Regions from separate parts of the Mus musculus genome. Here all the other regions are linked to region 2. The links are chromatin contacts, called in public HiChIP or PLAC-seq and promoter capture Hi-C maps. All regions are on one chromosome and are shown on one strand. The core of a region is the stretch at or near the end of the contact, and the rest is flanking DNA. Distances in the headings are between cores, read along the strand shown.

What was found. Promoter capture Hi-C pulls out the DNA fragments that hold promoters and counts their contacts. HiChIP or PLAC-seq counts read pairs in DNA pulled down with a chosen protein or histone mark.
Region 1: a promoter capture Hi-C map of neural stem cells shows a contact between it and region 2. The contact joins the promoter of Itgb1 here to the promoter of Pard3 in region 2. A contact is called at or near these places in 3 of 39 promoter capture datasets (cranial neural crest, hippocampal neurons and neural stem cells), 6 of 115 datasets of contacts at active chromatin or transcription factors (astrocytes, embryonic forebrain, embryonic hindbrain and 3 more) and 1 of 9 other capture datasets (embryonic stem cells).
Region 3: a promoter capture Hi-C map of liver shows a contact between it and region 2, with 2.3 times the contacts expected there. The contact joins the enhancer-like site here to the promoter of Pard3 in region 2. A contact is called at or near these places in 5 of 39 promoter capture datasets (cranial neural crest, hippocampal neurons, liver and 2 more) and 7 of 115 datasets of contacts at active chromatin or transcription factors (the NIH/3T3 cell line, astrocytes, embryonic hindbrain and 4 more).
Region 4: an H3K4me3 HiChIP or PLAC-seq map of embryonic forebrain shows a contact between it and region 2, with 8 times the contacts expected there. The contact joins the enhancer-like site here to the promoter of Pard3 in region 2. A contact is called at or near these places in 2 of 39 promoter capture datasets (cranial neural crest and pre-B cells), 1 of 15 datasets of contacts at CTCF or cohesin (the NIH/3T3 cell line), 7 of 115 datasets of contacts at active chromatin or transcription factors (the NIH/3T3 cell line, astrocytes, embryonic forebrain and 4 more) and 1 of 9 other capture datasets (embryonic stem cells).
Region 5: a promoter capture Hi-C map of cranial neural crest shows a contact between it and region 2. The contact joins the enhancer-like site here to the promoter of Pard3 in region 2. A contact is called at or near these places in 3 of 39 promoter capture datasets (the 3T3-L1 cell line, cranial neural crest and hippocampal neurons) and 6 of 115 datasets of contacts at active chromatin or transcription factors (astrocytes, differentiating embryonic stem cells, embryonic forebrain and 3 more).
Region 6: a contact with region 2 is called in a promoter capture Hi-C map of embryonic stem cells, with 6 times the contacts expected there. The contact joins the promoter of Nrp1 here to the promoter of Pard3 in region 2. A contact is called at or near these places in 4 of 39 promoter capture datasets (the 3T3-L1 cell line, cranial neural crest, embryonic stem cells and 1 more), 1 of 15 datasets of contacts at CTCF or cohesin (the NIH/3T3 cell line), 4 of 484 Hi-C or Micro-C datasets (the N1E-115 cell line, cerebral cortex and embryonic stem cells), 16 of 115 datasets of contacts at active chromatin or transcription factors (the NIH/3T3 cell line, T-cell acute lymphoblastic leukemia, astrocytes and 11 more) and 1 of 9 other capture datasets (embryonic stem cells).

Annotation. Positions count from the first base shown.
Region 1 is chr8:128,682,353-128,687,038 of GRCm38.p6, reverse strand. It overlaps Itgb1 (integrin beta 1 (fibronectin receptor beta)), which reads right to left and starts at 1,385. Exons shown (of 16, transcript NM_010578.2): 1 at 1,080-1,385.
Region 2 is chr8:127,061,600-127,066,242 of GRCm38.p6, reverse strand. It overlaps Pard3 (par-3 family cell polarity regulator), which reads right to left and starts at 2,187. Exons shown (of 25, transcript NM_001309391.1): 1 at 1,770-2,187. The coding sequence starts at 1,889.
Region 3 is chr8:128,462,674-128,467,012 of GRCm38.p6, reverse strand. All of the region lies in intron 8 of Nrp1 (neuropilin 1), which reads right to left. Gm32643 (a long non-coding RNA gene) reads left to right here. Exons shown (of 7, transcript XR_003947627.1): 4 at 1,749-1,838; 5 at 4,318-4,339. Among named protein-coding and RNA genes, the nearest start is that of Gm32643, 28 kb to the left of the region's middle. Within about 2 kb of position 1,377, at least 24 of the 459 cell types and tissues checked have an H3K27ac peak or open chromatin away from gene starts, as enhancers often do. A contact at or near this core is called in liver, where this site is marked.
Region 4 is chr8:128,526,137-128,530,951 of GRCm38.p6, reverse strand. No RefSeq gene overlaps it. Among named protein-coding and RNA genes, the nearest start is that of Gm32643, 36 kb to the right of the region's middle. Within about 2 kb of position 1,906, at least 45 of the 459 cell types and tissues checked have an H3K27ac peak or open chromatin away from gene starts, as enhancers often do. A contact at or near this core is called in embryonic forebrain, where this site is marked.
Region 5 is chr8:128,414,160-128,419,075 of GRCm38.p6, reverse strand. It overlaps Nrp1 (neuropilin 1), which reads right to left. Exons shown (of 17, transcript NM_008737.2): 3 at 182-363. Among named protein-coding and RNA genes, the nearest start is that of Mir1903, 57 kb to the right of the region's middle. Within about 2 kb of position 2,400, at least 37 of the 459 cell types and tissues checked have an H3K27ac peak or open chromatin away from gene starts, as enhancers often do.
Region 6 is chr8:128,357,374-128,362,111 of GRCm38.p6, reverse strand. It overlaps Nrp1 (neuropilin 1), which reads right to left and starts at 3,039. Exons shown (of 17, transcript NM_008737.2): 1 at 2,480-3,039. The coding sequence starts at 2,552. It overlaps A930035F09Rik (a long non-coding RNA gene), which reads left to right and starts at 3,875. Exons shown (of 3, transcript XR_879381.3): 1 at 3,875-4,731. It overlaps Mir1903 (microRNA 1903), which reads right to left and starts at 2,871; the gene lies at 2,792-2,871.

The DNA.
Region 1 (4,686 bases), core at 136-2,635, 1.6 Mb before region 2:
CTATCCTCTTCATACCCAAGTGGAATGGCATATCCAGGAGACTTTCCTAATACTACCAAAACATTCTGAGAAGTTTGTAGATTTTTTTTAACATAGCAAAAGCAATGAAAAGTAATTAATGTATATGAAGCATTGTTGTCTAAGTTGTGGTTTTACATTTCACTACCTACTGTGTCCTTTTCTTTTTTTTCTTTTCTTTTTTTTTCTTTTCTTTTTTTTTTTTTTTTTTTTTTTTTTTGAGGCATTGCCCTGGATTCCTCTTGCCATACATATACATACACACACACACACAAAATGCCTTCTTTATTTTACATTAGTTAGGTTACTTAAAGTTCAAATATAGGCTCTGGAGGTGAGCCCATGAACTCTCCAAATTACTTAAAACTCCTGCACCTCAGTTTCTTCCTTTGTAAAATGAGATAGGCAGTCCCAATACCACCATGGATCAGGATCAGGGTTCTGCAGTGAGGTCAGTACATGCTGGGAGTTTACATGCTGGGAGCTGGGTCTGACCCTCGTGTCACAAGAATTACTATAATTAGTGTAGGAACTCCTTTTCTCTTTTAAAGATGAGGAAACGGAAATAGGATAATTTATTACTAGTTATTACTAGGTTTCAAATTAAAAGTTCAAATTCACTGTGGCATTCGGGATCAGCGCGGTCATTAACCCAGCCTGTCACTAGGAGGCACGAGAAAGGGTAGGCAGCCACACTCCACGAGGCCCCGGGTGGGCACCGCCTCGCGGACCACGGGCGCTGCGGCCTGGTTCCCAGGGTCCCGCGCCGCGCTGGGGAAAGGCGCCCGCTGGGCACCGACGGACCGAACCCCTCTAAGGTCAGCGGCACCCAGATCCCTGTCGTACCCACCCTTGAACCCCGCCACGCCCCGGTGTGACAGACTGGGCTCGCGACCCTCCCTTAGGACAAGGCCGGGCGGGGCGGGGAGCTGCAGCCGAACGAGGCCGAGCGCCGCGGTCCCTAAAACCGGACTCCACCCGGCCCAGGCCGCAGAGACACGCCTGGTTAGCCCGAGTTGCCCGGAGCCCACGCCCGCACGTCCACACGCCCGCGGCCTTACCTTTTCGCAGCGTCCGCCCGACACGCGGGCGGCCCGGGCTCCGCCGCGTTCCGCCTCTCGGAGGGTCTCGGGTCGGTGTCGGCGGACCTCGGCCTTTCGGAGGGTCTCGGGCCGGCGTCGGCGGGCCTCGGCTTCTCGGTTGGTCTCGGGTGGCGTCGGCGGGCCTCGGCCGCTCCGCGGGTCTGGCGGCTCTTCAGCGAGTGGGCGGAGACTCGGCCCGCCTGTCCCTCAGGAAGCCGCCCCGCCCCGCCCCCGCCGCGAAGCTCTTTCTCCCGGGCTGCCCGGCTTTTCTCTCCCTCCGGAAACGCATTCCTCCGCGCCGCGTCAGCCGCGCCTGAAAAGGAGGGGGAGGCGGCAGGAAGAAGGAAGGTGGGGCAGGGTGCAGACAAAGGAGCTCGGTCGTTCGGCCCTTTCTGCCTGGGGTACCGCGCTGAACCACCGAGGGCGCCGGCCGCCCGGCTGGAAAGCCCAGCCGCAGTCTGTGTCCGGTCCCTGGGATCCCGAGCCAGACCTCTCTGTGGGCTGAGGGGACAAGAAGGATCGGGTGTTCTGCAGGCAGCCCTCGGACCCGCCCCGTCACCCTAAGATTGCAGACTCCCGCTCCACCCTTGCTGTGCCACCCTGCGCTCCTTGGCGCCGCATTTGCTCAATTTTCTATCTGGGTGGCCAAGCACAAAAAGGAAAAATGTTATGTTTGCGCACTTGCTTTCTCTTTTCTGGAAAAAGAATTGAAAAGTAGCCAGTCTCAAAATCTAAATGAGAAGCTTGAAACTTGGACTTGCCTCGTCATACTGAAAGCTGTGGGACAGCAGGTGCCATCAGCTTACCCGAAGAGTGTGGGCTGCCAGGAGGAGCAGGGCACCCAGCCGTAAAGACAGCTTTCATTGCCGGGTTTATGAACCCAAGAAATAGTGTTTCTGTTCTGGAAGAGTAAAACTGGGATGCCAAAAAAAAAAAAAAAGATTAATCACTATGGAAAAGTTATATGTTGCCCATGAGCAAATCAAATGTATTGTTTAACTAAAATTTTAATAAATGAGCATCGTTTTTCTAATTAGTAAATGACTGAACTTAAAAGGCTACGTCTGCATCGGCAGCCCAGCGGTAAAGCTCAGTGACGTTCGTTGCCTTTAAAGGTATTGATCTTACCACTTTGAGTTAAACCATTAGCCCAGTCTCTGCACAAGAAACAGCTTTATAAACATACTTTATCAATGCTTGGCCTGAACTGTGTGAGCTTTCATTCGTGTGACTTGAGGAGGGAACAATCTACCACAAGATCGACACACACACACACACACACACACACACACACACAAAATAGTGTTTGTGCTGCTCTCCCAGGACTCAACCTAAGCTGTCAGAGGAATACCAATTTACATGTACAAGTCATAAACTTTGAAGAAAATAGAAATTAATAAGTTCCATAATTGCTCAGAAATGTAGCTATACTTGAATTCATAAAAATGTTAAGAGATGGGCAGTTACTTAGCTATGTAAAATGCATGAACATTGTTCTAATTACTTGTCTCACTACTGGGGCACAATAACTGACAAAGCAACTTAATGAAAGAATTTATTTTAGCTCACAGTTACACGGTACAGTCCATCTCAACAAGAAAGTTGTAGTGGCAGAAGCATGAGGTCCAATTACACCCACAGCCATTTACCCTGTGCCTGGAGGATTGAAGTTCTACCTTGGCAGAAAATATAAGCTGCCTCTTGCTTTTTCAAAATGTAAGCCTTTCTCCACTGTAGCATTTACTGTGCTGTTGGTTATTCTCCCCAGCAATAGCTATTGCAGCTATTTAGTAACAACCCAAGGGTAGAAATAGAATTCTTTCCGTGAAAAAGAGTGAAGTATAGGAAACAATCAAGTAGGGGGCTGGAGAGAGGGCTCAGCAGTTAAGAGCACTGACTGCTCTTCTGAAGGTCCTAAGTTCAAATCCCAGCAACCACATGGTGGTTCACAACCATCCGTAATGAGATCCGATGCCCTCTTCTGGTGTCTGAAAATAGCTACAGTGTACTTACATATAATAATAAATAAATCTTAAAAAAAGAAACAGTCAAGTGGGCCATCAAAAGCCCCTGTCCTACATTTTTTTATCCCAGCACTTGGGAGGACTCAGAGGCAGGAGAATCTCTCAGTTTGAAGCCAGCCTCATCTATAGATCGAGTTGAAGGAAAGGGAGGGAGGGAGGGAGGGAGGGAGGGAGGGAGGGAGGGAGGGAGGGAGGGAGGGAGGGAGGGAAAAATTCCTGTCTTGCCCAGGATCCTTCTTTGTTTGCATTTCTCTTTGTGCTAGAGCATTTTCTTTCAATCGTCAGGATTTCCACTGCCAGCCACAGACTGAGTCTGAGTCCATGAAGGTAAGCAAGTTCAAGCTTGGATACATTTTTCAGCCTGAGTGGGTCTCTCAGCCATGTTTTGTTTCTCCTCAATATCTTTGCTATCTTTCTATCCAGCTCATGTATTACAATGTTTGAGCAGTAGTAGAATTTGGAATGCCAGACAGTTCATATTTGAGGCAGTCAGAGATGAGATGTGCCAGTTTTTCCAAACCACAAGTTTTCTTCCTTGGTAGACTCTAGTCATAAACAATCATTATCTACATTATTCTTGTTCTCCATGTACCAGATAGAAATAATCTTCCTTTAGTCACTATACACACAATCCTCATCTTGGGGTCCATTATTGGTTCTAGCACCAGAATCTCAAATTCAACCATCATGGTAGACTAACCCTCCATCTTGGACCAGGGTATAGGGGAAATGCAAATGTGATCTTGCTTGCAATGTATGCACGGGGTGTTTCCATGTCTTCATCTCTATTAAGAGAAGATGAGGAGCACTCTATTTTCTTGTAAGGAAAACAAATTTTCCACTTGGTCTGTGTATCCAAATTAGCAAAATAAAAATAGGTTCCTGAGTCTGACATGACCTTGGTGGGGATAGAATGACATGGCTCCTGCCCCTGGGACAGGGCAAACAGAGCTGCTGTGGCATAAGGCTTATTTGTATAATAATGTACGTATTTTTATGTCCTTCCTTTGAGGAATGACTCCATGATATTCAGAGACAGCAGTAGTCTGGGAGGTGAAGGTGTGGTTAATGTCTTAGCAAAATGGTAAATGCTAGGACCTTCGGGACAGCCCTTAAGGCTGTGGGAAAGAACTCTAAAAACATTAGTTTGAAAATATATAATTTCTCAACTATGCAAAAAATAAGAATGCAATATGAATTATATGAGGAGCTTTAAGAATGTAAAGGAACAAAGGCAGCTGCATTAATGAACCAGCTTGTCAGAAAAATGCAAAGGCAGGCAGATTCCTGAGTTCAGGTTCAGCCTAAGACAGAACAAGGTTAGGCCCAAGCATGGTAGAAAATTCATGGTTGGGTCCCACCCAGCTAGCTTATCATCTGTGCTTAACAGAGATAGGCAGATCTCTAGATTCATTCACAACGTTAAAAGAAAATGTGTGCTTACTATCTTCTAAGAATTAAGGGGCTGGGGTCTCAGAATGTTGATTCATAGGATAATCAAAAGGAAACCTGGAATAAATGACTGGACTGATATGTAAAATAAAAGACTGGGCTTATGTTCT
Region 2 (4,643 bases), core at 938-3,437:
CCCACAGAAACACCACGGCTGTCCCCACCTGAGGGATCACAAGAATCTTGTCTCAGACTCTCACAACCTATTAAGAACAAAGAATCCTACATATCCCTTAGATGCCCAACACCCACAACACAATAAATACTTAATATGACTTGAAATAGTAAATGTTTCATTCCTATGGAAAAATTAATAATTCAGCCAGTCAAACAGTTACCTGTGTATTTCCCAACAGGCAACTTGACCATTGCCCAGGGTGTGCAAGATGAAAGAAACATGGCTAGCTTTACAAACAAAATCGGCAAAGCAAGAGGTCAACATGGTCATGCTCTCTGCTCTGGAAGTAGGCACACTTCTATATTCTACATATGTTACTGCCATTTTTCTTTTCTTTCACAACTAATGATGTTTGTCTGCAGAGTACAAAGACAACCTGGTTTTCCCTTACAATAGTAAATCACCAACTGTCAGTCAGAAATGATGCTTAAAACACTTAAGTGTGAAGTTACAGAGGATTTCCCCTCTTGTCAGCTTTACAAGATAAACAGGTGCCCAATTTCCACTAATGTTGTTTGATTTTTCAATGAGTTCGACCAACTGGAAGAACACTTACAGCTGTTGAACTCAGCATCTCCTATCCCTGTACCAGATTGCCAACCATCCCCCAAAGTCTCCTTAAAGGGGCAATCTTGTGTTATATTTTCCAACACAGACTAAAAACAAAACAAAACAAAACAACGGTGTAACCATTTTGCCCTTTCTTAATTTCAGCGAAAAATGGAGGGTGACCCACGAGCATTCAGCGACATATGCAGACAAAGCCACCTTCTCCTCTCGCTTGTTCTGAAGTCACAGAAGGCAGGCCACTGAACAGACAACAGACGGGGAAATACCAAAGGGAACACATTCCACTCTCATACAAAGGAAATATCCTCAGGTGCTAGAACGAAACTTCAGCGTGGGCTGTTGTCAAACACAGAGGGTAAAACAACCTACAAAACGCCCTTCCACTTCTGACCTATTATGGAGGAATGCGGTTTAATGGAGACAATGTTCTCCATGAGGAAAACAGAGAAATAGAGGCTACTTCGACCCCAGGCCCAGTGAAGCCCGGGCTCCTCACTGGAGCACATCCAGCTAGGTAGGGGTAGAGAGCCAGAGGGAGTTCTGACTCCAGGAGCGAGTCTAGGCTTAGGTGTTTTAAGGAGCCGAGCACCGGAGCCACTCCATCGCCCCCACCTTAGCCCATGAGCCTGGCCGACCCAAACACGGCTGCACGCGCGACTCGGAGATCCCGCAAGAACACAGAAGGTCCACGGCCCGGCTGCGGCTCCCGCGTGTACCAGATCGCTCAACTCTTCCCACACTCCCCAAAGTTCCGTGGGCAACCCTCCGGGACAGGCCTGCTCCGGGAGAGGCCTGGAGCTGGATTGCCAGGGCCCGCGGACGGTCGGGCAAAGGCGCCCCGCCAGGCAACGCCGCGCCTCCCGCGTGCCGCACTCTGCCTCGCCCCGTGCGGGCTCTGGGCACCCGGCCGTCCACTCCTAAGCCCGGAGGACCCAGACAGTGTCCAGGGACCGTGAGGGTGGCGATCGCGGCCCAGCCGGAGCGCGCCGAGAACTTTACGGCCGCGGGTCCGGGCCGGGGGCGCCGGCGAGGCCGTCGGCTGCGGCACTTTCCCTTTCCCCGCCTCCCGGTCTCCCTCCTCCGTCTCCAGGAAGCGCCATATTGATCCCCGCGCCTTTCCCCCGTCCGCTCCCCGCCGCGCGCCCCAGGCCACTCACCTTGGCCACGGCCTTCCGGTAGCGGGTCACCGCCTGCTGGATGAGGCTGAAAACTTTCATGCGGCCATCTCCGCACGGCACGACCACCCGGGTCCTCCCGAAGCACACGGTCACTTTCATGCCGCCGTCCCTCGCTGTCCGTGGCCGGAGCGGCGCTGGGCCGGGAGACTGTACGCAGGGCGCGGTGGGGCCGCTGCGCCGGCGCGCCGGCGGCTAGAGGCGCGAGCAGGCGGCCGCACAGAGCTGCCCGGCTACCATGTCCAGCCCGGCCGCCTTCGCCTGGCCTTGCCTGTCCCCGCCCGGGCGCCTGCAGCCTCCGGCCACCTGTTCGGCGTCTCGGCGTCTTGGCGCGCTCGGCGGCGGCCCGGGGCCGTGTGGCGCTCGCGCTCAGTCGGGACTCCGAGGAGGGGACGGCGAGGCAGGGAGGAGGAGCAGCGACGGGCTGGGCGCACAGCACCGCGCGCAGGCGGCAGGAGGAGGCGCAGGGCGGGGCGCCCCGAGGCCTCCGCCGCTGCCCGGCCGCTCGGTTCACCGCACGGCGAAGCGCGTCGCAGCCCGCGGCGCTGTGCTCGGGCCAGCGCGGGGCAGGGCGCGTCCTCCTCCAGCCCACTTGCCGTAGGCTGCAGTGGGAGGCCCACTCCGGGACGCCCCACCCACGCCCCCAGAGGGCTCCAGCGAGGTCCTCTTCCTTTCTTTGTGACTTTTAATCCCCTTCCTGGGAGAAAGCAGTTTAAGCTCGGAGACGCCTTTAGAGCCCGAGAGCCACCGAGTCGCGCTGGCGAAGATAGGAAGCTCCAGGTCAGGCAAAGCAGGGTTTCTATCCTAAGTGCCTGGCTCCGGTGCAAGGCCGGGCGGCGCTGTTCTGTAGCAGAGATTAATTGGCTGCTCCCGAGAGAGGTTGAAGACGCGTGGACGCCCTGGTACTTCCTCTTGAGGCCACTATTTACCTTAAAGTTTCTTGGTGACCCACTTGTTTAAATAAGCAGGACTTAACACCGCAGTTCAAATACATCTGTTTCTTGAAAATTCCTCAATCTAAGCAACCTAAAACCCTCTGAAAAAAAACACAGTACGAACGCTCGGAGGGAAGGCTGTTCTAGATAGGCTATTCCCTCGCTGCTAAGGCTGCCTCAAAACTCAGGCACTGACACACCCCCAACTCCACAGGGAGTGGGTGATAAGCAAACTCTAAGGTGTTTAATAACAAAGTGGACCAAGTCTAGAGAAGTGACTGAAGCTGCTTTCTGACTTACTTAGAAAATGTGATCCTTAAATAAATGTTGTCTTCAAAGAATGGCAAACTTCAAGAGAGTCGCTGTTGACCTGAGTTTGTCCCACACAATACAGTAAGTTCAGTTTGACAGTTAATTTGCATGATATTTTAAGCCTATTAAAACTCCTGTGGTCCCCAGAATTTGAGCATCTACAGCTGGTGCTGAGGGCTCTCCATCCATCCCTCCTTTCTTTTAAAAATAATAAGCAAAACAAAGAAATCCCTTGGCTTTTTAGACTCCTGCACAGTCTCCTTGGCCATGCGGCTCTAGGTCAGAGGAAACATCACATTTTCTCCCTTCTGACTGCTCTCAGTCCATCCGATGATCACTGGTCCCAGCAAATGTATCGTCCTTTCAGGGGTCCGTCAAGAATTCACCCTCCCAAAGTCCACAAGAGAACTCTTGCGTGCACATAGCCATGGGAAAGACTCTTATTATCTCTACATGGCTATATCTATCATTCAACTTGTCTACCAGTGCCTGTGCTGGTCGCACTATGTCGGTGAGTCCTGCTGAGGTTTTCTTGTTTGGGATCTTAGCAATACTTGTGTCCATGGGCCACCAAGATGGCTCAGCCTGCCAGGTGCCGACCACCAAGACTACCTGAATTCTAACCCCAGATCCTACATGGTGAGAAAAGAGAACAGCCCCCAACAATTTTCCACTGACCTTCACACACACACATACACACAGAGAGAAAGAGAGAGAGAGAGAGCCATTAAATAAAATATAAATAAAAACAACACTTGCACCCACAATAATTATGGGTAATTAAAGGTAGTGTTTCTGTTTTTGACACATGGGAGGAGTATAAAGTTGCTAGTGGACTTTGTCCAAAAAAACAAAAAGGCACTGATTTAGGTTAAGTTCTAGGTTTGAACAATAGTACTTTCAACTATGATGTTAACTCTCTCCCCAGCCTTGTCTTTGCCAGCTGAGGAAAGAAATTGGTGAGATGCATCTCATAAATTGTAAGGATCAAACAAAATTGTATATGAAAAATCTTAATGCTATATTATATATGCTATGTTATATGACATGTATGACATATTATATATATATGTATATATATATGTGTGTGTATATATAATATGTGTATATATATATATACACTAGTATGTGAGAGCCTGTAACATAGCAGAGTCTAGTGGCCATGGTATATAGTATGCTAACAAAGCCTGGGCAGGACATCAAATGATTGGAGAGCAGTAAGCAAAGATATCTCAAAGAAGCTGAAGATATAACTAGACAAGGACTGGAATATACTAAGTAGAATGCTTGTCTAATATGTTCAAACCCCTGAGTTTGATCTCTAGCACTCCATAAAAACTTCACATCTGTAACCCCAACACATAGCAAGTAATTTGCAGAAACATGGCAAGTTAAAGAACAGCCTGGACTACATAAGACCATGTACTGTTGTTAATAATAATAATAATAAAGATTAAGACTTTATCTGGCTAGCTGAATAGAAATATGATCATTAATCTTGTGCATCATAGTTGAAGATGCCCCAAGCTTTGATAAGCAACTAAAAAGATGTCAATCAAATGTCTTCTCTCTTAGAAGCATACCACCTCCCTCCCTAGTACAGCCATAC
Region 3 (4,339 bases), core at 128-2,627, 1.4 Mb before region 2:
ACATCCTGTAGAAAGATTTCCTATCATTGCCTTTGGCCAAGATGTTCAGCTTCCTCTCTCCTGATTTCAGAGGCACAGCCTATGTAAATGTCAAGATGCAGTTCAAGAGTCATGGAAACTTCTGCCTACTTGGGATGATTCCCCTCCTGGGAATGTGATGGCCCAGGCAGAAGTAGCTCCCAGCTGGGACAGAGATGTGCTGTGGGTGGGATTATGAGTCTGTAATCACAGATAGACTATAAACTCCCCAAGAGCAATGGAGTACATAATGGACCTCTTCACATTTTCTGTAGCAACGGGAGAGTATCCATCATTGATTGATTGATTGATTGGTTGGTTGGTTGCTTAATAAATAACCAACACCAGTTATCTTCTTTGCAACACCATACTATTCAATTAGGGACATATAGGAGTGACAATCTAATTTTCTTTGAAACAATTCCATTCTACATAATGTGATAAATAGCAATATAGAAAGCATAACCACCCTAAGTGATTTAAGTCCAGCCCCGTTGACCTGAAGCATGGGTCAGTCAGCACCTCTCTTCATGAGCTATACAGTTCTGATGCTATGTCTTCCACACTCAGGACTTTCAAGCAAGGCTTTGAACACTGCACATCCCAGCTCCTTGCTTGCACAGTCACTGATACTAGAGAGATGAAGCACTTCCTCCCTGGGTGGGGCTAGGGCTTTTTTTTTTTTTTTACATTCTTTCTATCCTCTAGGCCCACCTATCATCTTGCTCTTTCCACCATTTAATTTGTGGAAAACACTGACTCATCTTTAAATATTATTTTGCTTAGTCAATATTTCTGTCTGTAATTAGACACATTTTTTTTCTGATATGCCTTATGATACTTGATCTGTATTTTCTCTTGTATTGGCAATCGTATCCACTCTTTTAGATAACTGCCTTTTGCTAGTTCAAGTTTTATGTTCTCTCTCTTTCCCTTTCTCCCTCACTACTTCCCTTTCTTTCTTCTTTCCTTCCTGCCTTTTTCACACCCCCCCCCCCTTTTTTTTGACAAGATCTCTTGTTCCGGTCTGGCCCTCAGTTCACCTTGGAGAATGACCTTGAATTCCTGAGCCTTCTACCTCCACCTCCTATGTATTGGGGTTTCAAGTGTGCACTGCCATGTGGTTTCTGCATGGCAGAACCAACTGCCATGTGGTTTCTGCAGTGTTGGGTGCAGAACTCAGGGATTCCTGTATGTTGGGCAAGCATACTCACAACCAAGCCATTTGCCAAGTTGGATCCTAATTTTTTGAGGGTATGAAACAAGTCATATTTTTCTGTTTTCTGAGACTTGCTGAGCTTGTTTTTGCACACTGTCAACCTCAAAAAATATTTGCTGAATGAATCAATGTATTACAACAGTCAAAAGCAGCTGTCGTTTCTCAGGACGCCTTCCTGTAACCCAGCCTGACTATTTGCTCTGGGTGGGAATCTGGAAACCAAGAATAAACTCAATGGAAATTATTTTTAAAGATTTAAACAAAGCCATTTGCTGAAGGACTATGAAACTCTTATCTTAAAAACAGAAGTCCCATTTCTTGGCTACAGTGATCACACCTGCCTGACTTCCAACCGGCTTCTTTACAATGGTGATGCTTGGCTGGCAAAGGGAGTCAGATGTTACCATCTGAGAAACACACAGCTAATTTGGATCCTACAAGCAGAGCAGAGACTGTGCTAGATGGATGTTCTTTCTCTTACACAGAGATTCTGAACTGTTTCTTTCCCCAGACATGGTGAAAGCCGGTCCATTCTCAGTCAGAAGTCAGTGTGTTGAGCCAGCCTCCAACATTTCTCTGCGAATGCCTCTTCTGAAAAACAGTATGTTGAACCTTGACTTGCCCTTGACTGGAAGCCACAAGACTCATACTGTGCATTTGTGGGCATGTGTCTGAGAGACAAAGGACATCATCTTGTACTTTCTATGATGTTTTTTGAGACACAGCTTCTCACTGGCCTGGGGAGTCACTAGTTAGGTTAGACTGGCTGGTCAGCAAGTCCCAGAGAGCCTCCTGTCTCCACCATCCTAGCTCTGGGTTACAAGTGTATGCTACTATGCATGCCTTTTTATGTGAGCTCTGGGGTTTGAACTCAGGTCCCATGCTTGTAAGATGAGTTCTTTACTGATTGAGCTATTTCCTCAACTTAGCCCATAATTCACTTTTAACAATGATGAGGGAAAAATTACATTAACAATTAATTCAAGGTTTGAATGAGATGCTAGTTTACAGCAGGGTTTCCTTAGCAGACAGGCTTGACCCACTTTTGCCCATGTTGTTAAATTTAACAAGCAAATAAACAACAGAACAAGAAATGGGATATCCAACTAGATTGGAATGTCAGAGACACAATGACTAATTCTTAGTGTATCCAAAATACTGCAATGGGAAATACATAAACTAACAATTATCATTTTTAAGTCACACCAAGCTTAACTGGGGATTCTGTATTTTGTTTGGCAACACTATTTCTTTTTTTGAAACTTTAAAATCAATTTTGGATGAAAGAGACAAGTGGATGATGTTACGGGGAGGGGTTTGGTGTGGCTATTATGAGTGGTATGAATTTACCGTAAGATCTCTGTGCTTGACCTTAAAATAACAAACTGAGCACAGCTAGTTAATCAGTTTCCAGAGTGAGAAAGTGATCGCTAGCTATGGCAGTAGTTCCCAGTGGGCATCACCTGGCCTCCTCTGAGGGCTTGGGGAGTTTCCTAAGGATGTTGTGGTGTCTGGAAAGGTCGCCCTCATCTTTGATTGACAGGAGCATGCATGACTATGGGGGAAGAGAACACCACTGAGCAGAGCATAGGCTGAGGTCTCACAACCCTGTAGAAGTCCTCCAGTGTGGTCTTCCCAGTTCCCTAACCCCTTTGCCAAATGATGCAGCTGCTTTAGAGAAACAAGGGAAACATTCCTTCCCCCAATCACCTGTAAAGCAGGATATTTTGCCTGAGTGTGTATCTTTCTGTGAAACACCCCATCATATTCTCTGGACCACCAAGATGGCTTTATTTCAAAAGAATTCCTGAACGTGAAACTTAGATTCAAACCTGAAACTCTAGAGATTTTGGAAGCCAAGTAAGTGATGAATTATATCCTAAGTTTTTAAAAATTTGCTAGTTTCTTTAAATGGGTAGATTGAGTTAGGACTTGTCTCTTCATAAAGAGTGGTTGAGAGTTCAAGGTATGAGAAGCAGAACTCCTTCATTCAGAAATAACCACTGAACACTATGGTGCCACAGGCCTATCGAATAGAGAAAGCTTGGTGACCAGGCTCTGCTCTCCTGCCTTGTCTAGTCCAATAGGACACTGATAATCTACTCTTTTATCGGCCTGTATACACACACATACATGCACACACGCACACAGGCTCTACCTGGGGCTTATCATAAATTCTGTTTAGTGACTAATGTCCTTGCCTTATTGTTTGGGGGCATTTAGTGAGCACTTTACCAGCCAAATATGTTATAAATATTCTTCCATTTAATCCTCATCACAGCTCATCAATATATCTTACAGACCAGAAACTACATCTGAAATGCAAAGGGTCTTGCCTGCAGTTAGGCACTCACTGAGTGGACAGTCCTGAGCCAGTCATGACCTCTCTGACTGTGTAGCCATCATGGTCACATTTTGCCCTATTAAAAACCTGCCAAGGTCAGTTTCTGGGAAATGAGAGCCATTTCACTAGAGAGAAAACAAAACAAAACCCAACTGTGTACTTAAAATAACAAAACAAGCTGTGTTTAAAAATAATAGGACAAACTACTTTAGATAATGCTTAAGTAAACAGGCCATTTTACTATTTTTTTAAAAAAGATCTAATAAATTACTTTCTTTCTTTTGGTTCAAATTCCTAGAATTACCTCTTGGGATATCCTTATGAAAATAAAAAGAATGATTTGAGTTCAAATAAATATTTTATTTAACCAAAAGGACACAATATAAATCTTAAGAGACTGGATAGTCAGAGTTCAGACTAATTTGGAGTCTTTATGAAGCTTGCTTCTAAATAAAATTCCAGTGTAGTGACATGAGACCAGGTTAGAGAAATGGACCAGAAATTCCCACCCAGACCCCATGTGGCCTTGTTCCTATGAATTTATGTGTAGACTCCTAAATTAGGAATGCTGTAAACTTCCCTAGAACTTTCTGCTATTTAACTATTATCAAAAAATAAAAAAAAAAGGTTACATCTGGCTTTCCAGTGCCTGACCCACCTCTAAATGCCCCTCTACCCAATTCCTGTCTCCAAAACCTTGAACTTTCTAAGTCTTGGATTGTCACACACTAAACAGGTCTGTGCCACAGTGGAAACAA
Region 4 (4,815 bases), core at 657-3,156, 1.5 Mb before region 2:
TCAGACATCTGGGAAACGATAGAACAGAACCCTGGGAAGATTTGGGTTGAATAAGAAAAGTCACTTGTATTGGTCAGAGTCATCTTAGGTAACATGGGAAGTTAGATGCTTACCACATTGGCTTCACATTGGCTTCACTGTGTTACCATCCCTAAAAATGGTTTGATGTGGGTATTCTTGAGTGATGGGTAATGTGCCACAGCTTAGTCATCTTGAGTCTTGTCTACTTTTATTTTGTTATCTCCACAGGGACTGAGGCAGGAAAGTGTGTGGAAAAAGGAGTTATAGACTTTTATCTTAGGTTGAAACAGTCACGTAGCATTTACATTCACATAAATGTTCTGATTTGTTGTTGATGATCAGAAAATGACCTCAAGGGACTGGGATGCAGCTCAGTTGGTAGATGCTGGCTTACACAAAGACCTGGGTTCTATCCCCAGAGCCTTATAAAGCTGAGTGTGGTGGTATGTATCTGCAATCCCAGAGTTTAAGTGTTGGAGGCAAGAGAATAAGTTTAAGGTCATACTGGACTGTATACTGAGTTAGAGGTCACTCTAAGATACATGAGACTGTCTCAAAAAGAAAAACACATTACCCCAAATGCAGGCCTATAATAATAATCAACATTGTTTTATCAGGAAATTTTTATTTAAGGAAGGCTCACTAGGAACAGGGTATCTCTCATGCCATTCTTTAGCCTGGAGGCTGTTTTTATTTGGATGATGTGTCTCCCTTATTAGATTCTAGTGTCTGCTAATGCACACCTAGTGGCTGTAGCAGCAACATCCATACCTGGATTGACTGTATGTTCCAGGATGCATCCCAGTATCACCTGTTATTCCAGAGAAATGTCTCCAGAAGACTAGAATAGAAACTATGCTCTCTTTTATGATTGATGTGGTATGTCCTATGGACCTACCTAGATTAACAGGGAGAGGAACCATCCCTCATTATCTGGTTCTAATACAATCGGTATCATTGTTAGGAACTAGACACAGGGAAGCCACCTTGATGCACAATAAACTGGAAAATACAGCCCAAGTAAGGCAGTCACCACACGGTGACACTGGTGGTAAGAAATCCCATGACCTCTGCTCCATGTGATAAGGACTATTTATGTCTAATAAATGAGTAGTACATGGTAATTCTCACAGGCCAAATGGAGGCATCTTCATAGACATTTTGTGGGCTATTAGCAGCCATGCTCTGAAAGTGAATGAGGAGACCAGGTGGCATGGTAACCTCACACTCCTGCTTTGTCTCATTCCAACTGTAGGAGTGCAGCAAGGTAGATGTTCATCCTGGGTGCTACCTTCCCTGACTAACCCATCAGCACTTCCTACAGGCCCCTCAGACTCAGCCTTTTGATTTCATAGGAAGACCCTGAGGAGACAAAAAAGTAAGTGTCCAAGTACTCATTGATTCATTTACTGACCAAACCAAGCAAACCTCCCGTATTCAGGAATTGTACTGAGGTCTGGAGAGACATCAGGGAGCAAGAAGCCAACGGAGAGGGCAGCTGTGCAGCTAGCAATCAGTTTTACCTGCAGTCCACTAGCACACTGCTGTGTGTAGACAAGCTGGGTACGTGACAAGAAGTCACTCCTTGTCACAAGTGACTCCCAGAGTATATAGTGGCTGTGTCCATTAACCTAATTAAACTGCCTAACTGGTTAATCACATGCTTCCTGTGACATGCCAATCAAGGGTGAGGGCGAAGTGATAGGGTTCTTCTTGCAGTACGCTCTTGTGGGGGGAGGGTTGTGGGGATGCGTTGTTCTCACAGCCTAGAGTGGCATGTGTGGCTTGGAATCAGAAGGCAGCTGAAGGGATTATGTGTGCGCTCTTGCTGCTAATTTGCATTTAATTGTGATCGGCATTCATTTAGGGTCCTGGCAGCTGAGCTGCACTGTGTGTCAGCCAGACACTCCAGCAGATCATGAAGTTACCCCAGGAGTGTTTCAGAGGGACACTCACTGCATTTGTAACAAGTGGCATTTTGCCATACAAGAAGCTTCTTTCTTCAGAAAAGAGACAAAAAGTGAAAGAGACGTCAGGATCAGGGGTGGAGAAAATCACTGGGTGCCTATGGAGAAGTGTCTTCCCACCCATCCTTGAAAAACAAAATTCTAGACCCCCTTTTATGCTCTTTTCAGCTGTAGCAGTGGCACTAAAGCATGTTTTTCTAAATTGGCAGGGAATGAGTGGTATTTGAACAAAGAACACATCAAATGTGGGACAACTTCATAGGCAGCGCTTAACAGAGAGAACAAAGAACACAGAAGCCCAGACCCTGCTGGCTGGCTGGCAGGGGAGAAGCTTTCATTGGTCATCTGGGGAGATTAATCTCTCTCTCTCTCTCTCTCTCTCTCTCTCTCTCTCTCTCTCTCTCTCTCTTTCTCTCTCTCTTTCTCTCTCTCTCAGAAGTTGGAAGCCACTGTATATAATGTGTCTCATTTGTGTACATGAGATGTAGTCACAGAATTAAAAGATGTAAGAAGTAACTTTGGGAGACAGCTCGGTTAATGGAGTGCCTGGTGTGTTAGCATGAGAACATGAGATCTCATGGGTCCTTAGCACACATGTAAAAAAACAGATCTGGTGTGGTTTGTTTGTACTCCTAGTACTGGGGTAGTTGGAGATAGGTGGGTCTCTGGGGAAAAAAATGACTTCATAAATTGGTAAGCTCTAGGTTCAGTGCAGACCCTGTCTCAAAATTAGGGTATAAAAAGAGAGGAATATAGCCCACTTTAATTTCTAGCTTCCATATACATGTCTACATACACTTGTAAATACACACACACACAAATATACACATACACACACACATACATACACACATACACACACACACACACACACACACACACACACACACACACACACATACACTCATATCTCTACTCCCTCCATACACAAGAGACTTGAAAAGTGTTCAGAACCAGGGTTTCTGCACAAAACGGTACTATTCCTTTGGGAATCCTCACCATGGGTAGCTTGAGGCGTAAATTGATAAATCATTATTCAAAAAGTGCTTGTAATTCCTCTAAATAGAATGAAGGTTGTGAGTAGGGGTGAATGTATATATGTATGTGTGTATGGTATATGTAGTATGTGTGTATAGAGACAGGTGGGTATGAATGTGTATGTGTGGGTATGTGTGTGTGTATGCTTTAGTTATAAACTAATTTATAGCTCAATCTATAGAATAAAGTAAATATGCAAGGTGAATCTAACACAGATGTATGTGTGCAGGGAGAATGCCTTTGTGTGGCTTTTAGTTTGTCTTGGAAATAATTTCTTGAAGAACATCACCAATTTGTTTGAATAATACCAAATTTCAGGAAGATGTCTGTGAACCAATGATTCTGTTGCTTCCTTGGTTGTTGCAAGAGTCATAATTTGTATGCCTTTATTAACACCTCTATAAATTGTGTTGATTAAAATAAGTGTTAAACTGAAGTAACACTGGAAACATTGAGGAAGACAGGGAGGACTTCTACTGAGGTGCAGTAAACTGACCAAGTATGATCCTCTTTTCTGACTCTGTCCAAACAAAGCAGAAAGAAAAGAAACTCTCAAGGTCAGTGGAGGACAACAGCAGGCAAACGATTATAAAGGAAATGAAAGACCCTTGGGCATGAAGTGACTCAGAAGGGTGGAAAGAGATGAACCAGGATTCCTGAAAGGGGATTTTGTAGAAAGGATGTTACCCCTTGGAAGCTGGGGGTACAAGACATGGCTTTGAATCAATCATATGACATACACCAAAGTACATAGCAGCAATAGTCATCACCAAAGGCTGATAATAATCCAAATGAATTGGTAATGAATAAGTGAGCAAACAGTGCTCATACAAACGCCTTTAAAAACAATGACAATGACTATGCACACTGTAACCGGAATGAACCTTGAAAATACACCATGTTGGTTAAGCCAGCTCCAAAAGAGAAAGACTGTGTGAGTCCATTGAGAGTGGTGGGGAGAAGGCTTGGTAATTAAATGCACTGACTTCCCTTCCAGAAGACCTGGGCTCTATTACTGGTACCCATACAGCAGCCAACAACAATCTATAACTCTAGCTCCAGAAGAACGAGCATCCTCTCTGGCCTCCAAATGCAGTACATGCACATGGTGCACAGATACCTGGGCATAACACCCAAAACATAAAACAAAAATAAATATACTTAAAATGGAAAGCAAATAACCAGAAAACAAAGCAATCACAGAGACTAAAACAAGAGTTTCCCTCTTTCAACCTCTTAAACATTTTATTTTATTATTTTTTTATTTCATTTTATTTTATTTTATTTTATTTTATTTTATTTTATTTATTATTAGTGTACCTGTGGAGGTCAGAGGACAGCTGGTTTTCTTCTTGTACTGTGTGAGTTCTGGGGCTTGAACTCTTTCTGTCAGACTTGTGACACAAGCACTGTCACGTGCTGTACCATCTTGCCAATTCTCTTCTAATGTTTTGTTAGCAAAGTCGGGGGAGAAGATGAAAAAAATAGGTCATTAAAAGTATTTTAAAATCTGGGCATGGTAGACACATCTGCATGAGTCTTAGGTGGCTGAAGACTGAAGCAGAACAATTTTGAGTTCAAGGCCAGTTTGGGCTACATGGTAAGGCTCTGTCTAAAAAACAAACAAACAAACAAACAAGAAAACCAACAACAAAACCAAACAAATTAATGCACAAGGCATAAAGGGAGAAATGGAGAATAAGAAATAAAGAATGAGATATCCATCAAGGGGTGAGAAAATGCAAGATTTGACTTGTCAGAGTCAAATCAGAACCAGAAAGTGAAAGAA
Region 5 (4,916 bases), core at 1,151-3,650, 1.4 Mb before region 2:
CACACCATGGATATATTTACCTCATTCAAAACATTTTCCAACATTTCTATAAGGGAAAAAACAAATTCTTTATGGAAGGATGGAGCCATGACCTTCATCTTTCTTTTCACATGATCCCTTGGGAATTCAAACAACACTAAAAAATCATTTAGTCATTCTTGTTCTTATGTGAGTTACTTACCTCTCTTGAAGATTTCATAGCGGATGGAAAACCCTGCCCCATGTGTCTCATAGTCAGAGACAAATTTGATGAAGAGAAAGGGCCCTGAAGACACCACAGGAGAAGGTGCAATCTTCCCACAGAACTTCCCCCACAGGCGGCCGCCTTCATTCTCCCCATCGATTACTTCCACGTAGTCATACCTTGCAAAAGAGAAAAGGAGGTGATGTGAGGCAGAGAGGAAGGCCCTTTCAATTTCACATTTTGAGAAATGTAACAGCTGGTATGATCTGTCAGGGGGCGGGGTGGGGGAATGCACCATCTGCATTTACCACTGCTCAGTTCACGGGGACGAAACAGTGAAATGCAATAATTAAAATGGACTGCACTGCCTGTGCACATTATCAACAACACAGAACCATTGAGAATAATGGTGTCCATTATACTTGCAGACAATGTCAGTTAAAGTAACCAATTAACAAGAAAAAGCAAAATCTCTGAAGCACAATTCTCTATTATTAAGTAGTGTTGCTTTGTCTGTGGTAGGGGTGTCCTGTGCATAATGTGGGACATTCTTTTCAAACCGAGAGCTTCTCTTATGAATTCAGAATGTCCCCTTGGCTAGAGTGCCCCATGAACAATACTTTGATTTCTGTGAGAGACCTTCTAAACATATGGCCACAGAATAATAAACAGATTCTTCACTATTTAACGCCATTCTGCCCAACTCAAGTCTTCTGAGAAAGGACTCTCTCTTTAGCCACATTCAGTGGTTGAGACAGAATACCTCCCTGGCCTACACGAGTGTCACAAAGCATGATTTAAACTGAAAAGGGGGGGAGGGTATGTAAAACTGGAAAGTAACTTTGTTTATACTCACTAGTCAGAATCTTTAAAGGGATATTGTTGGAAAAAGAAACTCCACAATTGTGAAGTCATCAAGGAAAACCCAGGCTTGATCATTATGCTGACAGGACTAATGGTAAAAAGATCAGACTGGGTCAATATGTGCTCAGAGCTCAAGGATCTTAAAAAGGCAGAAAACGACCAGCAGGAAACACAGGTGTCCCTGAGTAGAGCAAAATTTCCATTGGTTTTATTTTTTAGTCCTTTTTTTTTGTCTTCCTTTCTTCCATTTATTAAAATGTGTGTGTGTGTGTGTGTGTGTGTGTGTGTGTGTGTGTGTGTGTGTGTGTGTGTGTTTGGGTCAGAGGTCAACACTGGATATCTTTCTTTCAGAGCAATCCACTTTATTTTTTGAAACAGGCTCTCCTACTGAACCTGGAGTTCACTGATTAGGCTGGACCAGCTGGGTAGTGACTGAGCTCCAAGGCCCCCATCTTCACCTCCCAGTGCATGTGGTTACAGCTGCATATTGCCACACCTGGCTTTGTATGTGGTTGCTGGGGGTTTAAACTCTGATCTTCATGTTTGTGCATTGAGCACTGTGCCCAATGAGCCATCTTCCTAGCCCTTCCATTCTTACTAAGCCACCACCAGGATAAACCTGATTGATTTGTCTTCATTTTTCTCCTAGAACTCACACAAAAACAGTTGCAACCCATTTATTTCAAACCTCAACTTGCTTTTAAAATCCTGGGCTATATTCATTTCAGGCCCCTGGCTAAAATATGGCAGTCACATAAACTGTATTTGGCAATTTAAAAGAAATCAAGTGAAGGAAATTTTCATGATGACTGTGCAGTCGCTAACAAACCCTTTAAACTGCCAGGACCCATGACTTATGTCTACGGAAAACCCTGGGAGACAATCACCAGGATGATATCACTGGTTAGAGTGGACAGCTCAAGGCTCTCTAAATTAAAGATGACATTACCTCATCAGTTAAAACTGTCTGCCAGCTTTGTGTATCTCAAGGAGAAAATAAAGCTGGCATTGATGGAGCTAAGCATTAACATATGTGAATTATTGTCCAAACACCATTTCCTTTGTTGAGTCTGTTATTTCAGTAGTAATCATGGGGCCAGCTAACACCTCTAATATTACTGTCCCTTTGTGAAATGAGGAAATACATTGAGGACCTACTCCTTTCTCCATCCTGGCAGAGATGTTTTATATTTAAAAGACAAAACAGGAGGGGGAGGTAAGAGAGAGGGAGGATGAGGAGAAAAATATATTTAAAACCCTAGCCAACTTGCAGAGGTAACAGCAGCCTTGGAAGAACAAGCCTGGACCCACCACAGCCTCTCCAACCAATCTTTATGGAGTGATTCCTTTCATGTACTGCTCCACTGACAAGAAGAGCCTGCAGGCTCTGCCCTGTGCTTTCTTATAATCTAACTGTGATTTGAACTGCTTGCTGTGTTTGGTCTGGCCACTGAACACCCAGCTTTGCAATATAAGCTTTCACTCCAATCTTGACACGGTATGAATACTAAGCAACTAAATCCTGGTGCATGCTGCCTTCCAGGCACAAATAAGTGAGGTGGAGCAGGCACTGTGAAGAAGGAAGGGCATTTCTGTGGGGAGGGCTTTCTCCCAGGTATCAGAGTGCTCAGCTAACTATTGGCAGGGTATTGCAAGAGGGGAGAAAGTTAGTATTTTAATTCATACATTCTCTGGTAGTAAATACCAGGCCCTCCCCTTGGCAACCGTAAAAGCTATTTTTAAAAGTATGAGGGGTGTGAATTAGAATCCCTCCCTAGCAAGAGATAAGCCATAGCCAGTGCCAAGTTTAGGAAATTGAGTTATTCAGGGATACTATAGTCACATTTGGATGCTAGAAGGCTGCTAGCATTTTAGCACTCCCTTCCAAGTACTACCCAATCAGGTCCAAGCAATATAAGAAATGAGGTTCTTGCACACATGCACTCATTCAGGAGAGTGGATCCTGCCCAAGTTGTAAGAGTAACATCACCAAAGAAGCGAAAAGGAGGCAGCTTGAATCTCCCTCTGGAATTGACACCAGCCCTGCTCCCCACCGTTTTCCCTGTCAGACACCATGCACAGAATGAAGCTGGTGGGCTAGTTTCCTTCCCCAGAATACCAAGGCAACTTACCCAGGCTTCACTGGCCTTGTGCCCAGGATCTCAAGTTTGCAAATTTTGACACTCCCTCCCACTACCACCCCTCCCCACCCCCCAAAAGGCTGTGCATTGCTCTGCTGCTACTGCCAGTGAGGCAACCACCCTTACTTGATTGGATTGTGAGGATCCTGAGCTGAGACACATGGCCCTGCAGAATGAGAGAGGGGAGACAGAGAGAGGGGAGAAAGACAGACAGACAGACAGAGACGACAGACAGACAGACAGACCTGTTTGGCTCCAGCAGCTAGGTGGAGCCTTGAAAACTTACAAGAGGAATCTAAATCATGAAGCCACAGATAAAGCTCCCCCAAATCAACTTATCCTGCTCTGGAAAATGGATGTTCCAGATGACTAGGGAAGGGGTCATCCTTCCACCTGGGGATTCAGGAAGCAGGGCCCTTCTGTCCCTGTTCACAGTGTCGTGTCTAAGTGATGTGGCCCCTTGCTTATGGAAAAAAAAATGTAAACTTTGTCTTGAGATTCTGAATCACTAGCCTTGAATTCACTGTTTGCTCTTAATCTTCCCATGTTTTAAATGTTAGATTTACACGTGTGAGACACCATGTCCAGCCTAGGGAGTGTAAGTTTACAGTGGATTTTTTTAAAAAAATATTATTCATAAGGCAATCAACCCTTTTGGGTGGACATTCTCCCTCTATTGGAATCCTCTACCTTCAAAGTCTTCCCTGTGTGACTAAAGTGGCTGACCAGATATGTATTTCCTTGAAAAGCAACACAAAGATCCATGTAGTCTTCTGCAATTAAAAGAGATAGTCCCTGTCTTAGTCAGGGTTTCTATTCCTGCACAAAACATCATGACTAAGAAGCAAGTTGGGAAGGAAAGGGTTTATTCAGCTTACACTTTCCACACTGCTGTTGATCACCAAAGGAAGTCAGGACTTGAACTCAAGCAGGTCAGGAAGCAGGAGCTGATGCAGAGGCCATGGAGGGATGTTACTTACTGGCCTGCTTCCCCTGGTTTGCTCAGCTTGCTTTCTTATAGAATCCAGGACCACCAGTCCAGGGGTGGCACCACCCACAATGGGCTGAGCCCTCTCCTCTTGAGCACTAATTGAGAAAATGCCTTACAGCTGGATCTCATGGAGGCATTTCCTCACCTGAAGCTTCTTTCTGTGTGATAACTCCAGCTTGTGTCAAGTTGACACAAAAACCAGCCAGTACAGTCCCACAGGTGCTGAGTTCCAGGGTGACAGCTGACAGATCTTTCCTTGACTGTTCTTGGCCTTAGAATCTAAGCCCTTTACAAGTCATAGTCCTTTGTCTGCATTAACCCCCCAACCTTACTCTACCTGGTGAAATATCTCTAATCCTATTCATCCATGAAAAAAAGAATAAAGATTTCCTTCTAAAAATTCCTGCAAGAATGGCGATGGTATGCAGGCCATAGTGGTGCATGGTTTTAATCCCAGCATTTGGGAGGAAGAGGCTTGATGGATCTCTATGAGTTCCAGGCCGGATTGGTCTACAGAACCAGTTCCGGGACAGCCAGGACTACTATATAGAGAAACCCTGTCTCAAAATAAATAAATAAAAATAAAAAAGGAATGGCCAAGGGATAATTTCTCTTTTCCTTCTGGAAGGCTTAGTTTATGGTTTTAGAAACATGACCAACTAGAGCAGAAAGCACCTGAGTAATGAGCAAATTGAGTCACTGAAGAATGGCTCCCGGCACTTCAGAGGTATATAGA
Region 6 (4,738 bases), core at 1,790-4,289, 1.3 Mb before region 2:
AGATTTTAATATTACATCTAATAGATTCCCTGTGGAAAGAGAATGGCATTCTTTGCTCTCAGCATGAATTTATAAATCTAAGGAATTTTATTACAGGAAAACCAGGTCAAATGGAAATGAAAGATGAAGTGCACATCAAAAATGCATAAAGCTACATGCATTACAGAAGTCATTTCCCATAAATTAAAAAGAAGACAATATAAATTATGTTGTTTTCTCCAATTGCTAGATGTTTCTGGCTGTTTCTTAGATTGGAGTGGGTTGGTCCTACAGATTCGCTTCCCATTGGTTTTTAAAAGCTTTAGGTCTTCAAGAAGAACTAATGTTGCAACCAACGCTCAGAATCTCAGCTAATGACGTTAGCCAGCTCAGTGGTGTGATTCTGCAGAGGCTCTGGCATTATTTTGTTTTGTGCAGAAATCTTGGAGAGTGACCCCCTCAGCCCCACCCCCCAGCTCATTAAGTCACTCCAGCTCTGTGTAGCCACCATGGCATCTGTTAGGAGAGAGAAATAAAACAGTCGACAGATAGTCACTTCAGAAGACAGTGAGGTGGGGTTGGTACCATACCAGAGCACTTTAATCTGTGACTTCTGAGAAAGTGACAGTGTAATAAGATAATGTGGACTGCTGGACTCCCACACTCTGTTCAGTCTCTCTAACACTTGATTAGGAGAGAGCGATTCCTAATGACTGTGGACCATTAGTCCTAAATAAGGTTAATGAATTAATTTAGTAGACACTTACTGGGAGGAGGTGGATATGGTTTTAAGAGGACTAGAGAGTTACTGAGTCATGTGCCAGCCCTGGCCACCTCAAGCATAGCAATAAGGTTTCAGTTGAGTGGAGTCCAGATTCTCAGCATCCCCCACATTTCTGCTAAGAAAATTAAAAAGTGTGTGTGTGTGTGTGTGTGTGTGTGTGTGTGTTGTTCAGTACCACACAAGTCTTAATGCTCTTCACATTGGTTATTATGACCATCTTTTGGGTACCCCAACATGGCTCTAACCCAGTGTTGTTCTCTATCTGTGGGTTTCAACCCCTTTGGCAAGCCTCTTTCTCCAAAAATATTTACATTACGATTTATAACAGTAGCAAAACTACAGCTATGAAGTAGCAACAAAAATAATTTTATGGTTGGGGGTCACCACAGCATGAACTGTACTAAAAGGGTTGCAGCATTAGGAAAGTTGAGGGCCTCCACTCCATCCTTACGCATTATGAAGGATAACCGTTTGAGTTCTAAACATTTGAGTTCTTTCTGTTAGAGGAAAAAGATATTTCATTCCCTGCCAGAGTATAGAAGCACTCCACCAACTCAGGTTCATTAACAAATTGAACTCCACATTCATGATTTTTTGAGTGTTTGGCTTCCCTTCCAGAGTATATAGGAAGATGCCGCCAACTCGAATTCATTAATAAATTGAATTCCAGCCGTGTTCACAAAAATTTTGCATATCTTTTGAGAACACTGCTTGGTACCTGTTGGGGGAGATCTATAGTTGAAATCACAAAACCTGGGGAAAGCACATTAAGGAGATTAACTTCTATCATAAAGGAGTGATTTAAATTCTTCCTGGTAGAGCCCTCCGCTCAGCTCTTATTAAAACAATATACTACAATAAGTGGTAGATGCACTTTTCTCCTAATTACTTTGATTGAAATCTGAGCCAGACAAAGTAAACATTTAGCTATTAGTTAATAATAATGATGAAGATCTACTGTTCCGATCAGCCCTTGCCTAGCCTTCAGCACCTTTCCAGGGGACGTGGAACACATTTGTACCAGATCCCATTTTAAACACACTCTTTATGTTCCAAGGCACTGTTTATACCCAGGACTGCCTTTCATTTACTTAACAGTGAGTGGTTTTAAAAGCCAACTGGAAGCTGCAACAGGGTTACGAATTCTCAGACACGCTGGTACCTCACACTGAATAGATCCAAAGCCTTTATTGACAGTGCGACTTTCATTCATACTTCAGACTGATCACAGACGGTTTACAAAGGCAGCGGAGAGTTCCAGCGCCAAGACTGACCGCTATCTCTCTGTGTCGCCCACCAGAGGAAACCGAGCAGGGGTGTTTTGAGGAGAACCAGGAAGTCCTCCCGGTGAAGTGTTCATTAACTCTCAGCAGCCATCAGATTTTTGAAAGGGAGTCTCATTTAATTGCCTCTGGGAGGAAACATTATTAAGATAATTGGTGTGCTGATCTGGGAAGGTAGGCAGCTCTGTCTCGAAACAGAGGCAGGAGAAGCCAGCAACCAACTGGAGCAGGGGGCCGAGGGTTTGTGGTCCTCCTGCCCCAGACGCCCTGACTTCTCCGTTCCTTGCGCAGGCAAGTTTCCTGCGCCCGGCAGCCGTGCGCGCGTCCCGTGGCTGGGGCTGGAAGTCCCGTGGCTGGGGCTGGAACCCCTTCGCCCGAGGGGACTCGGCAGCCCCGGGCACTCTGGTTGCTCCCGTCTCCGGCTGTCACTTACCGCTGCGGAAAGCGCCCGCCAGGGCGAGGGCAAGGGCGAGCGTGGCGCACAGCAACGGCAGCCCCCTCTCCATCCTCCTTCGCCAAGCCAGTCCCCAGGCAGCCGCAGGAGAACACGATTGCGCGGACGAAAAACCAGCAAACGATAATCTTAACAATCCGAAACGCTCTTAAGTCCGCCTAAGAACCAGAAAATCCTCAGCGGGTCTTGGCGGGGAAGGCTAGCGGCGAGGCAATGCCTGAATTCGCGAGAAGCGCTTTTCTTTTTGTGTCTCAAGTCGCCTGCATCCTGTCATTTAGCTCCGATTTCCTCTCCCTTTTCCCACACTTGTTCCTCTTCCAGGAGCCACTGCCCGGGCCATGTCTCAGGAAGAAGAAGAAGGAGGAAAAAAAAGAGGGGAGGAGTTGCGAGGAGGAGGGGAGAGGGCGGGCGACACACCAAAGCCAATTTCTAGAGGGAAAGAAAAAAAAAATCCCGCTTGATTCTGGACGGGTTGGAGCCGAGGAGCTGGCGCCCAGAGGAGGTCCGGGTTGTCTGCGGGAAGGAGAGAGAGCAATGAAAAGATGAGCGGGAGAGCAAGGACTTTCTCCACTGGCACCCGCCTCTCTCTCCGACCTCCCCCTCCCTCCCAGAGCCCTTCCCTCCCTTCCTCCCGCCCCCTCCCCGCACAGCTCTGCCAGTGATTGCCTGGCTGGAGATTCAGAGACACAAGTTTCTCTCCGCGTGCTTTCCCGGTTGGTCCTCTGGGCTCCCCCCTCCACCCCACCTCCGGGTACCCTGCTGTGCTCTCCGCGGGAAGAAGGTCACTAGGGAGCAGGTTGTCTGCGCCCAGAGCGCAAGGTCACGTATGTGTGTCAGAAGGGGCAGTACAAGTGGTACCAGCCCCAGTGGCAGGCTAGTCTACCTTGACGAGATCTCTGCACCCCAGAACTGAACTAGGCTGCTCGTGTAGGCGAGGATCCTGGAGTCAAGGAGTTCCGAGAGACCGGGGTTAGCTGCTACTTCACGGAACTCCTAATCCCTAGGTACCGGCGCCCCCGGAGGCGTGGATCGCGCTGTCAGTCCCCGCTTTCACTTCCTGGGTGTCAGCCTGAGGTTTGGGGCAGGAAGCAGTCGGGCGCTCCAGGACGCTCCGAGTAGGACTTAGACTAAAAGAAGAACGCCTTGGTTGTTCTGCGAGACACGCTGTTGATCTTAGAGAACTGTGACCCAGTCTGCCACGTAAAGCATAGGCAGACTTTCTTAGAGCACGGACCCTGGCTGCAGCGGAACAAGGTCTCCTCGCCGTGCATAAAGGCGAGGATGGGTACCTGATACCCCCATCCCCACCCCTGACGCTTCAGGCTGCATTGTTCCCCGAGATTTGGTCCCCTCTTCTTTGGGGTTACATGAGCTCGGAGGATGGATGGTGGCGCGCCTTTCAGCTAGGGGGCAGCCGCCAACAGTCGCAGACCAGCCACGTAGAACTCCAAGAATCTGAATCAGGGGTCGAGGGACCCATTTCTGTGCACACCGAGGGAAGGATAAGACTGGCAACGACCCCTTGTGAGGGTGACAGGATGATCTTTGCAAGGGTCTCCTAGTGCCAGGTTTAGATTACAGGCAATTGTGTCTACTGATCCTCCAGCCTCATACGCCACCCACTTACGAGGTGCGTCCCTGGTGTCTGCCCAGTGCCTCCCCTCCCCCATGTAGTCCGGTTCCATCCTCGAGGGCTTTCCGAGAACTGCAGCAGGTGGCTTTGGTTTATGAATAGCAAGGACACCCAGGGACATAAACTGGTTGAGGCTTCTGATCAAGTACATATACCGGGCTCAATGACCTCCGAAGGAGCTGGTGGGTAAGGTGAAAAGGTCATACGCCTTCTGGGAAGTGGCATTTATAGACATACTGCCACCACAGAGACTGACTCCTACCTGGTACAAGGGGTTGCAAAGATTTGGGAATGCTGGCAAGGAGACTCTGGTCAAAGGTTTTGGCTGAAAAACTAGGGTCATTCAGGGAGAAAGATCGCTCAGGACACTGGTGCCCTAGGCCAGGACTCTGCGTTGGATGTCTGGGCTGGGCGCTGAATTGAGGCTTGTCCGTTGTGCGGATCTCCCTCCTGGGCTCCCGCGCAGGACCCACTGGCTCCAGAGTCCAGCCTTCTTTCCGGCCCTGGTTACCAGCCCCGCCTCCAACGCAGCCTCTCCCTCCCTGCCCCACCGCAGCGCCAACCCTGCGTGCAGAGAGCCAGCCCCGGAGCGCCCCCGGTTAGTC